Linked DNA regions of Gossypium hirsutum: all the other regions are linked to region 3. Evidence: chromatin contacts called from public Hi-C data. All regions are on one chromosome and are shown on one strand. Each heading gives the region's core, a stretch centred on a gene start, on an enhancer-like site or on the middle of the called end of the contact. The rest is flanking DNA. Distances are from core to core; before and after follow the strand shown. Region 1 holds the start of LOC107916542 (F-box only protein 6). Region 2 holds the start of LOC107916890. Region 3 holds the start of LOC107916524 (squamosa promoter-binding-like protein 2).

Region 1 (2,700 bases), core at 24-2,523, 440 kb before region 3:
GTTGTTGAATTAACTAGTAAATTAACTTTCTATTTTCCTTTGCGTGTAGGAACGTGAAGGAAAATTGAAAGGAGCTGATTAGTCAGTGGACTAAAAATTAATCAAGAATTATAAGTTTAAGTTCATGTTCTAAGGAAATCATATAGTAAACAGATACAAATGAGATTCCATCTTCATAGTCAATCATAATCATGCTAATCAACTAAGAAGAAAGATATTCAAGCATCAATTATCAAAAGGCAATCGCCAACAAGTTCAAAATTGACCATCACAATATGTAAAACTTAAAAAAAAAAAACACAGCAGCATGAACACTTAATAAAGATGAGAGGAGGGTTTTGGGGGAGGGGACAAAGCAAACTGAAAATTGAAAAAAAGGGAAAGGAAAACAAAGGCAAAAAGGGGTAAAAAAAAAAAGAAACTACATGATTGGAATACGATGAAAGATACATGCTGAAAACTAAAATTTTGAATGAACTTACTATTTTCGTCAAAAAGAGGTATAAAATAGTTTAGTAATGTAAAAAATGGCCAAAAATTCAAATGCAGTAAACATGCGAAATCCCCTGAAAATAAAAATTAACAAAACGGCAGTGGCATAACAGAAAATAAACAAAAATCTAAACAACGAGAAATGCAAGGAAGAGAAATTAACATTATCGGATAACAAAGGTAATCTACCATTAATCCACCTCATTACACTCCCCCCCCCCAAAAAAAAATACAGAATCCTAGATGAATAAATCTGACAAGAATTCAAAATTAGCACATAAAAAAAATGTGAGGCGAGAGAAGAAAAACAGAAAATTGAAGAGATCTATGTAAAGAGAGAAGGAAAGGAAACGAACCTGCGGTGGTGGTCGTGGAAAGGATGAGGCAGTTGGTGGAGGTGAAGAAGGTGAAAAGGAGAGGACGGAGGAAGCGGCGGAGGAGGAGAGCCGTAGAGATGCAAGAGGTCTTGAAGCTGACCGATGAGCTGCCTAAGCATGGCCAGCCCTTCCATGCCCCAATAACCCCTCCCCTACTCCAACACCACCAACAAAAAATGCTGCTCCCTTTCTCCCTTTGTTGAGAGTTAGCCAGTCATCTGTTTACACGTCAGTGGCATTATTACGATAATTTCTTGTAATAATTCTGACCCGCACGCAACTTTGTCATTGTAATGAATGATCCCACTTGATTTTCACTCCAATATGTATGTATGTATGCATGCATCTACCTTCTTTTCCACTTTTCTCCTTTCTTTTCATTTTTGCCCTTTCCTCTTCTCTTGTATATAAAATATTTTTTATTTGAATTAAATAATATAAATTTATTTTAACTTTTTGAATAATAAAGGTATATTCATAAGAATTTACTAGCATTGAAGTGAAAAGAAAAGGCCAAAAGATTTTAGATTTGGGCCTATAATCATTTTAGTATCCACCATACCCATCCATACTTATTTTTTTCCAATTTAAGTTTTATTTTGATTATATTTTAAGTATGATTTGATTATTTCAGTGCATTTAGATTTATCGAATACTTATTTTTTCGATCTTAAATTAATATCAAGTAATTTATGTTTCATTTTGATTATATTTTAGGTATAATTTAATTGTTTCGGTACATTTAAATTTATTTAATCAAATATCGATTTGTATTGATGCGTACAAATTTATACTAGTTGATACAATTTTTAATCTTTTCACCTTAATATAATTACATTTAAAAAATAATATAATCATTTAATTAAAATTTGAAACCTAGGCCTTATTTTGATAATCAATTGAAAATATTAAATCAATTAAAATAAATATTTTTAGTGATTTAGCTTTTTAAGTACTTTTCAGAATCAATAATAATAATAATCAAATAATAGAAATTTTCAACTAAATTAGAAAGATATGTTTTTTTTAATTAGCCTTTTAGACCTTTTTTTAAATTAGGGAAATAGGTCTTTTTTAGAGGACGTGTTTTCCTTCAACGATCATTTTCCCAACAACTTTTTAAATATTGGCAACAGTAAAAATTTTAAGGGCTACCGGTAATTTTTTTCCTTTAAATACAAAGCCATTTTTTATTTTTTCACTAAAATTCAACTCTCTGTATTCTCTCTCAACTCTCAACTCTCTCAATTCTCTCAATTTTCTCAAGTTTTGTTCTAAAATTTTCAATGCGCTTGTTTAAAAATATTATATTTTTATTTAATTTTTTCATATATTATTCGTTTCGATTAATTTTTCACGAATGGCAAGCCCTCTGATTCGTTTCGACGACAGGCACATTTTAGCTGCTCAAGCGATACTGGTAAGACAAAATTTTAAATTTCATTTTTTCAATGAAGTTAAATTTAAAGTTTTTTATTTTTTAAAATATTTTAAATTAATTTATTTTTCAATATAAATAGGCGAATGATTGTGTTTTGGAGGGGTTCATACATACCTTGTCAAAAAGCTCTAACATCGAAATTTGTAGTTACTTGTAAGACATATGATTCTTGCATGCGTCTCGTATACTTAGGGGCTACAAACTCGATCCTACACTCATTAGCACATTAGTGGAAAGATAGAGGCCCAAGACACACTCTTTCCATTTTTCATGCGTCAAGTGTACAATCACACTTTCTATTTTTCATGTGTCGGTGGTTGTCTGCTCCTGGTGCAATCATGGGTCTGGTGTAGGCTACCATTTCTATGTCCCTGGGTGGACGACCCATAT
Region 2 (2,732 bases), core at 208-2,707, 350 kb after region 3:
TAGTCCACATTCATTGTTACCTCTTTGCCATAAAACAAGCTCTCTATCTAGGGAGAAGTTGTTCGAGAGGCAATCAAACAACCCAAGAAGCCTCTCTTCATTCATTTCCCGCAAGAAATACATATATCGAAACAATCGATGGGACTTCCATACTCATTGGTTATTTTGTTTCAACTTCTAAATGAAAGGAATTTCATTTACATTACATACTAAAAATGCAAAGATACATTAAGAACAGGGGCGAAGCTAGAAAATTTTTTTAGGGGGCGAAATTAAATTGTAATTTTTATGATAGTAAAAATACAATTTCACCATTTGAATAATTTATATTTTTATAATTTTTAAATGATTAAATTAAAATTTTATCATTTTTAGGGGGCAAAGTGTAATTTTACCTTTACTAATTTAAAATTTTAAAAATTTTAAAGGCCCTAAATAGAAATTTTCTATTTTAGGGGGGATCGGGGCCCCTACCAACCCCCTGAATTTGCCCCTAATCAAGACACAACACAAACTCATAAACAAAAAGTTTTTATTCCCTTCCATCTTTTAATTTTCAAAGTTTATTCTATAAAGAATTACTGCAAAAATTCCTTATAGAACTTGATACTTTTGTTATTCCCCCACTCAATGTTCGATGAATTATTTTCATCAATACAAAATATTAACAATCATTAGATTTTATTGTATCATCGAAATTCATTTACCATTATTTCTTTTATAAACTGAAATATAAACGGGATGAATACAACTGTTCCATAAGTACATCTTTATCCAATGGAACTCATGAAAAAAAACAAAATATGGTGAAGAATATCATGTAGGATACTTAGTCTGTGAATTTGGCAGTTTGTTGCATGTTTCATTTCAGTTGAATTTTGTCAAACGAAAGGATTTAATGTTTGCACGGACAAATGCAACCGCCCGAAAGAGACAAGACATGCAAGAAAACTATCGGATTCTTCATCATAACTAAAGTCGCAAACAATTAATTTCTGGTGGACCTCAGCCTTCATCATTGTAGCCCAATATTAGGTCAGCTCACAAATAGTTAATTACGCTAACACTTGCTTTTGCTTTTCTCTTCTCTTCTCTTTTCTTTTTGTTAATGCCACAAACCACTAAGTTTGTATAGTATTAGAATTTGTATTATTAATTGTAACCAGTCTACTAGGTTTGAAATTTTTTTTTCTTTGATAGAGAAAAAGAACAATGTTAAATAATTCAAAACACTAAAACTTTCGAGTGTGGAGTTTAAAACTTAAATGAAGCAATTAAGTGTCGAATTTTTTAGCTTTTGTGTTATACGCTTCTATTTTGACATACAGTATATATACTGAATGTTGAATACAAAGTTAAAATAAAATAATAATAATAATAATAAGAGAACGGTGAGAAAATTTTGAATGGGGAAAAGGAAAATTTTAATAAATGGAAAAGAGGAATATAATGGAGCCGAGCAGACTTTTAATGCTTTTCCAGAAGTATAGCAAGAAAGAGAAGATACCAATCAAACAAAGATAAACAGTATGCAAAGTAGTAAATAAAGGGGTCATTGAATATGGACCCATGCCTGCAAGTGCCATTACTTTGCTCTCAAGACCAATCAACTCCCAAGTCCCCCCCCCCTTACAATTTGGTTGAGTGAATGAATTCAAGCTTAAAGCTTAATATTAAAACCCATTTCCTTGTTTCCTTGCATCGAAGGAAACAGCTTAGTTAAAGTGCTCTCTTTTGTCTCATGATTGAGTAGAGGAAGAGAAAAAAAAAAGACATGGGGAATTGTGTTACAGTTTACAAGAATAAAGATCCTGCAGACATTGATCTTAGTGCCCGAATTCAATCACCCATTAAGGAGAACAATGTTAGAAGGGAGCCCTCAATTGTTGGATACGATTCCAGGCTTCAGCCTTCATCTATGGAACAAGAAACTAGTTTACAAGAGATGGGTATGTTTCTAACTTGCCTTTCTTCATTCCTTTATCATCATGGGTTACCCTCACTTCAGGTTTTAAATTACTGCATTTGTTTGATCTCATTTATCAGATATATATAAAATAAAAGTTGGAAACTCTATTTGTTCTTTGGTCATTGGACTGACTGCAATCTGCTTGATTGATCGGGACAGTCCTTTGCTATTTCGCTCAGAACCCTTTGGCTTTGGACCACTCACATTAGCCAAATTAGATATTTTGCTGTTTTTTCTCATTACAAACAAGGGAAACAGTGTTTATTCATGGCATCTTCCTATTTTTGTGTCTTTTTTCAGAGTTGAAAGTTACTGTCCTAACAGCTAACCAAGAAATAGAGGAGTGATATGAAGTTGAGAATCCCAAGTCCTCACCTACTTGTCCCATTGCTCTTAAGTAAATACTCAAACAAGATTATCTTATGTAAATCATCTCTAATTTTGTCAGCAACTATAGTATGTTCTGTGATCTTTCAGTCAAATGGCCCTTTTATTTCTTATTGTATATGTTATCACTGGAATATCAAATATTCTCCTGCAGGCACATGTTCCTAGAATAATGAACTATTTGAGGTTTACTCATTTTACAAGATATGCTGATGTATGAAGCAAAGTGTAATGGCATGATTAATCAAAAAACTAATTCAGTGCTGCATGATTAATCATGCATGCAATGGCAATTTCTTTGCAGGATTCAAGATGGTGTGGATATTTTGCTCCATAAATGCATTATGTAAAATTGGGTCATGTTTAGCATGTGTAA
Region 3 (2,700 bases), core at 94-2,593:
TCTTGCCCACCTTCTAAAGAGATAAAGGTTTTCCTTAGGGTGGGGTCTTCGAAGAGATTCAAAATAGAGCCACTCTTCAATGTCTTGTATCTTATACAATGCTTTAATGCAATTAGTTATGCTAAATTTCTCATCACTTGGTTTTGTGGTGGCCTCATAACCCATCTAAATCAGAAGCAAAAGCACAAAGCAAGTAAATAGCCATAACTGGTAGAAGCAAGTCATATGTAACAGAAGCCACAACCATGCAAAATGAAAGTACACTTCCAAATGCATATGAACTTTAAAGTCACCAATGGATCTTCTAATCCGCCGCTTTTTGGTTTTCTTCTCGCTAACCATTGTGAATCACAATCAGATAATACTAAACCCAACTCTTCTACTATTTATGAGGTAAGGCCGGAACATGGAATCATCCACAAGCTTGACACACAAAGATGTTAAATATTTTCTTTGTTTGACAATTCAACACTTGGAAGAACAATTTATATGACAGATTGATTGTGTGTAGTACGATGTTAAACCACCATCAATATCAACAAAAATGTTAATGCATAAGTAACGGCTTACTTCGTTCCAAGCCAAGGTGAGGGTGACATGTTCTCTTATGGATAACCGAGATCAAGAGTGAAAACTGCTAATATTTGAAGGCTGCAAAGATTATAGCATCAGCCCTGCGGCCGCTGTTCCCATGGCAGTATATCACACAGGGTAGAGGTTTTCCTTCAAGACTAACCAGGGTTATGTAGTGACTACATTGTAGAACATCGTCCCTATTGTTTTTAACCTCTCCGCTAACATTTTCCTTCCAACAAGGAGAACCTATCGCCCTGCCTGTGCTGATTCGTAGAATTCGGAAAAGTTTTCATGCTGCTGAGTTGAAATGATTAAGGAGGAGACGGAAAATCAATATGTCATGAGATTAATGAACTAAAATAGTCATTTTAATCCTATGAGAAGTTAACCAAGCTTTGAAAGCCTTCTAAGTATGAGAATTAAGCTGGTGATAGTGATTGCAGAAGGGAATTATTTTTTAAATAATTTAAATTGAGTTAAAAAAAATTGATTGCAGCGTCATCTTTAATTTAATACACATTTTAATACTTAATTAATTAATTTCACAATCAATCTTTATCTTGCCGTAGTTTCCAATCACGCTGTCGATCCAAGTGGATAAGAAGTGAATTAAAGCTGTCATCGTCGAGTTGACTCGTCATAGCCGAGTCAAGTGAATCGGTTGAAAATTCCTTTCTGGCTCGCTACGAACACTATTAAGTACTTCTTACCGCCACGTGTCCTTATTTTTAATTACTACAGATTTTCAAATGTATAAAATTAGAAAATAAAACGGTAAGGAAAGAAAATGCTTCCGTCCCAAAAAGCGAAGGTATTGTTTTCCGCTTTAGTTGTTTCTGCCATTGTATTTTCCTCTATTTTCAGTCTCCGAGTCAGACTCAGCTGAGGGCGATCGTAAGTAACTCACCAGTAAGTTTCTTCTCTTTCTTTTTTAAAAGATTAATAAAGAGAGTGATAATGAGGAACTAGAATTTCTAAAAATGGAGAAACATCTTGTTTTTGCACCTCAGATTGATACATTAGTTTCTTCATACCTTCTATTATTATATCAATTATTTGAACTTTAGAAAAGGTAATATGAAAAGAAAATTATGTATGCATTTTCAAAAAACAATAAATTCGTTATTGTTACTTTCCTTTTGGTATCTAGTTTTCTGGGGAAAGTGAAGGAAAACGACTACGTTTTCTTTATATATACAGTTTTTCTTTTTGTTTTTCACTTTATATTTCTGGCTGAAATTTATTTACTATAAAATGAATAAAGATGTGATGGCTGATAGCTGGTAAGGGAGCAGATAGTTTCTAAAATTTATTTTCTGTCATGATTTCTATAAAAGAAATTAGTTTTCTTATTTCTGTTTCTGTTTCAGTGCGGAACTACTAACTTCTGTATGCAAAATAAATTTACGACTTATGAGTATAATTTCATTTCTTGAAATGATTCTCTTTTGATGCATTTCTTGTATTTGACTTTTTTGTTGATTGCTTCTTATATTTTCCGTAGGAGTAAGAACTACGAAGAGGTTGCTGGGTACCTTTCTTTTTCCCTTCTTAAGGCTATAACTTTTGATTTATGGTAGATTAGGGTTTAATTCAAAATTTTTTTTCAAGTATTCATCGGTCTCTTGTGGGTCTCAGTCAGGGACCTACTTTGTGGGATTGCCCGGATAATTGAATTATTGAAGTGAATTATTGAAGATGTGAAATTTTTTAGAGTACGGTAACATCAGCGAAGTTTAATCGTCAGATTTTTTTTTCTTTTACCCCTTGAAAACTGTTACTGCTTCCTATAATAATTGGTGAGAGAGAGCCTATTGTTAATGGTGCAAAAACCTGGTAGTTAGTTTCCGATGGGTTGATAGATAAGGGTAAACTCCTCTAGGATTTTGGTCCAAGTGTTGCAAGTTTAGGGAGCGCTTTGATGCACACACTTATTTATTTGGGACTGAAGTGAAACTTTTTATCCGGATGGTGTAGGCTTACTTATTACAAGAGTGAATAGTGAGATCCTTTGGAATTATGCTATTAACATGTCATTGTCTGCAGAATGAAAGGAGAAAAGCTGTACTACTTTTCTTGCTCCGAATTTTTAGACCTAATCCATGATTTTTTTGCATCCTTGGT

The links. Hi-C and Micro-C count contacts between places; a contact is called where the count stands out from the background.
Region 1: a contact with region 3 is called in a Hi-C map of hypocotyl, with 6 times the contacts expected there. The contact joins the promoter of LOC107916542 here to the promoter of LOC107916524 in region 3. A contact is called at or near these places in 17 of 34 Hi-C or Micro-C datasets (callus, cotyledon, fibers and 4 more).
Region 2: a Hi-C map of leaf shows a contact between it and region 3, with 4 times the contacts expected there. The contact joins the promoter of LOC107916890 here to the promoter of LOC107916524 in region 3. A contact is called at or near these places in 7 of 34 Hi-C or Micro-C datasets (callus, hypocotyl, leaf and 1 more).

Annotation. Positions count from the first base shown.
Region 1 is chrA01:94,347,031-94,349,730 of Gossypium_hirsutum_v2.1, forward strand. LOC107916542 (F-box only protein 6) reads right to left here and starts at 1,274. Exons shown (of 2, transcript XM_016845812.2): 1 at 849-1,274. The coding sequence starts at 1,003.
Region 2 is chrA01:95,133,480-95,136,211 of Gossypium_hirsutum_v2.1, forward strand. LOC107916890 reads left to right here and starts at 1,458. Exons shown (of 3, transcript XM_016846260.2): 1 at 1,458-1,949. The coding sequence starts at 1,775.
Region 3 is chrA01:94,783,426-94,786,125 of Gossypium_hirsutum_v2.1, forward strand. It overlaps LOC107916524 (squamosa promoter-binding-like protein 2), which reads left to right and starts at 1,344. Exons shown (of 6, transcript XM_016845790.2): 1 at 1,344-1,485.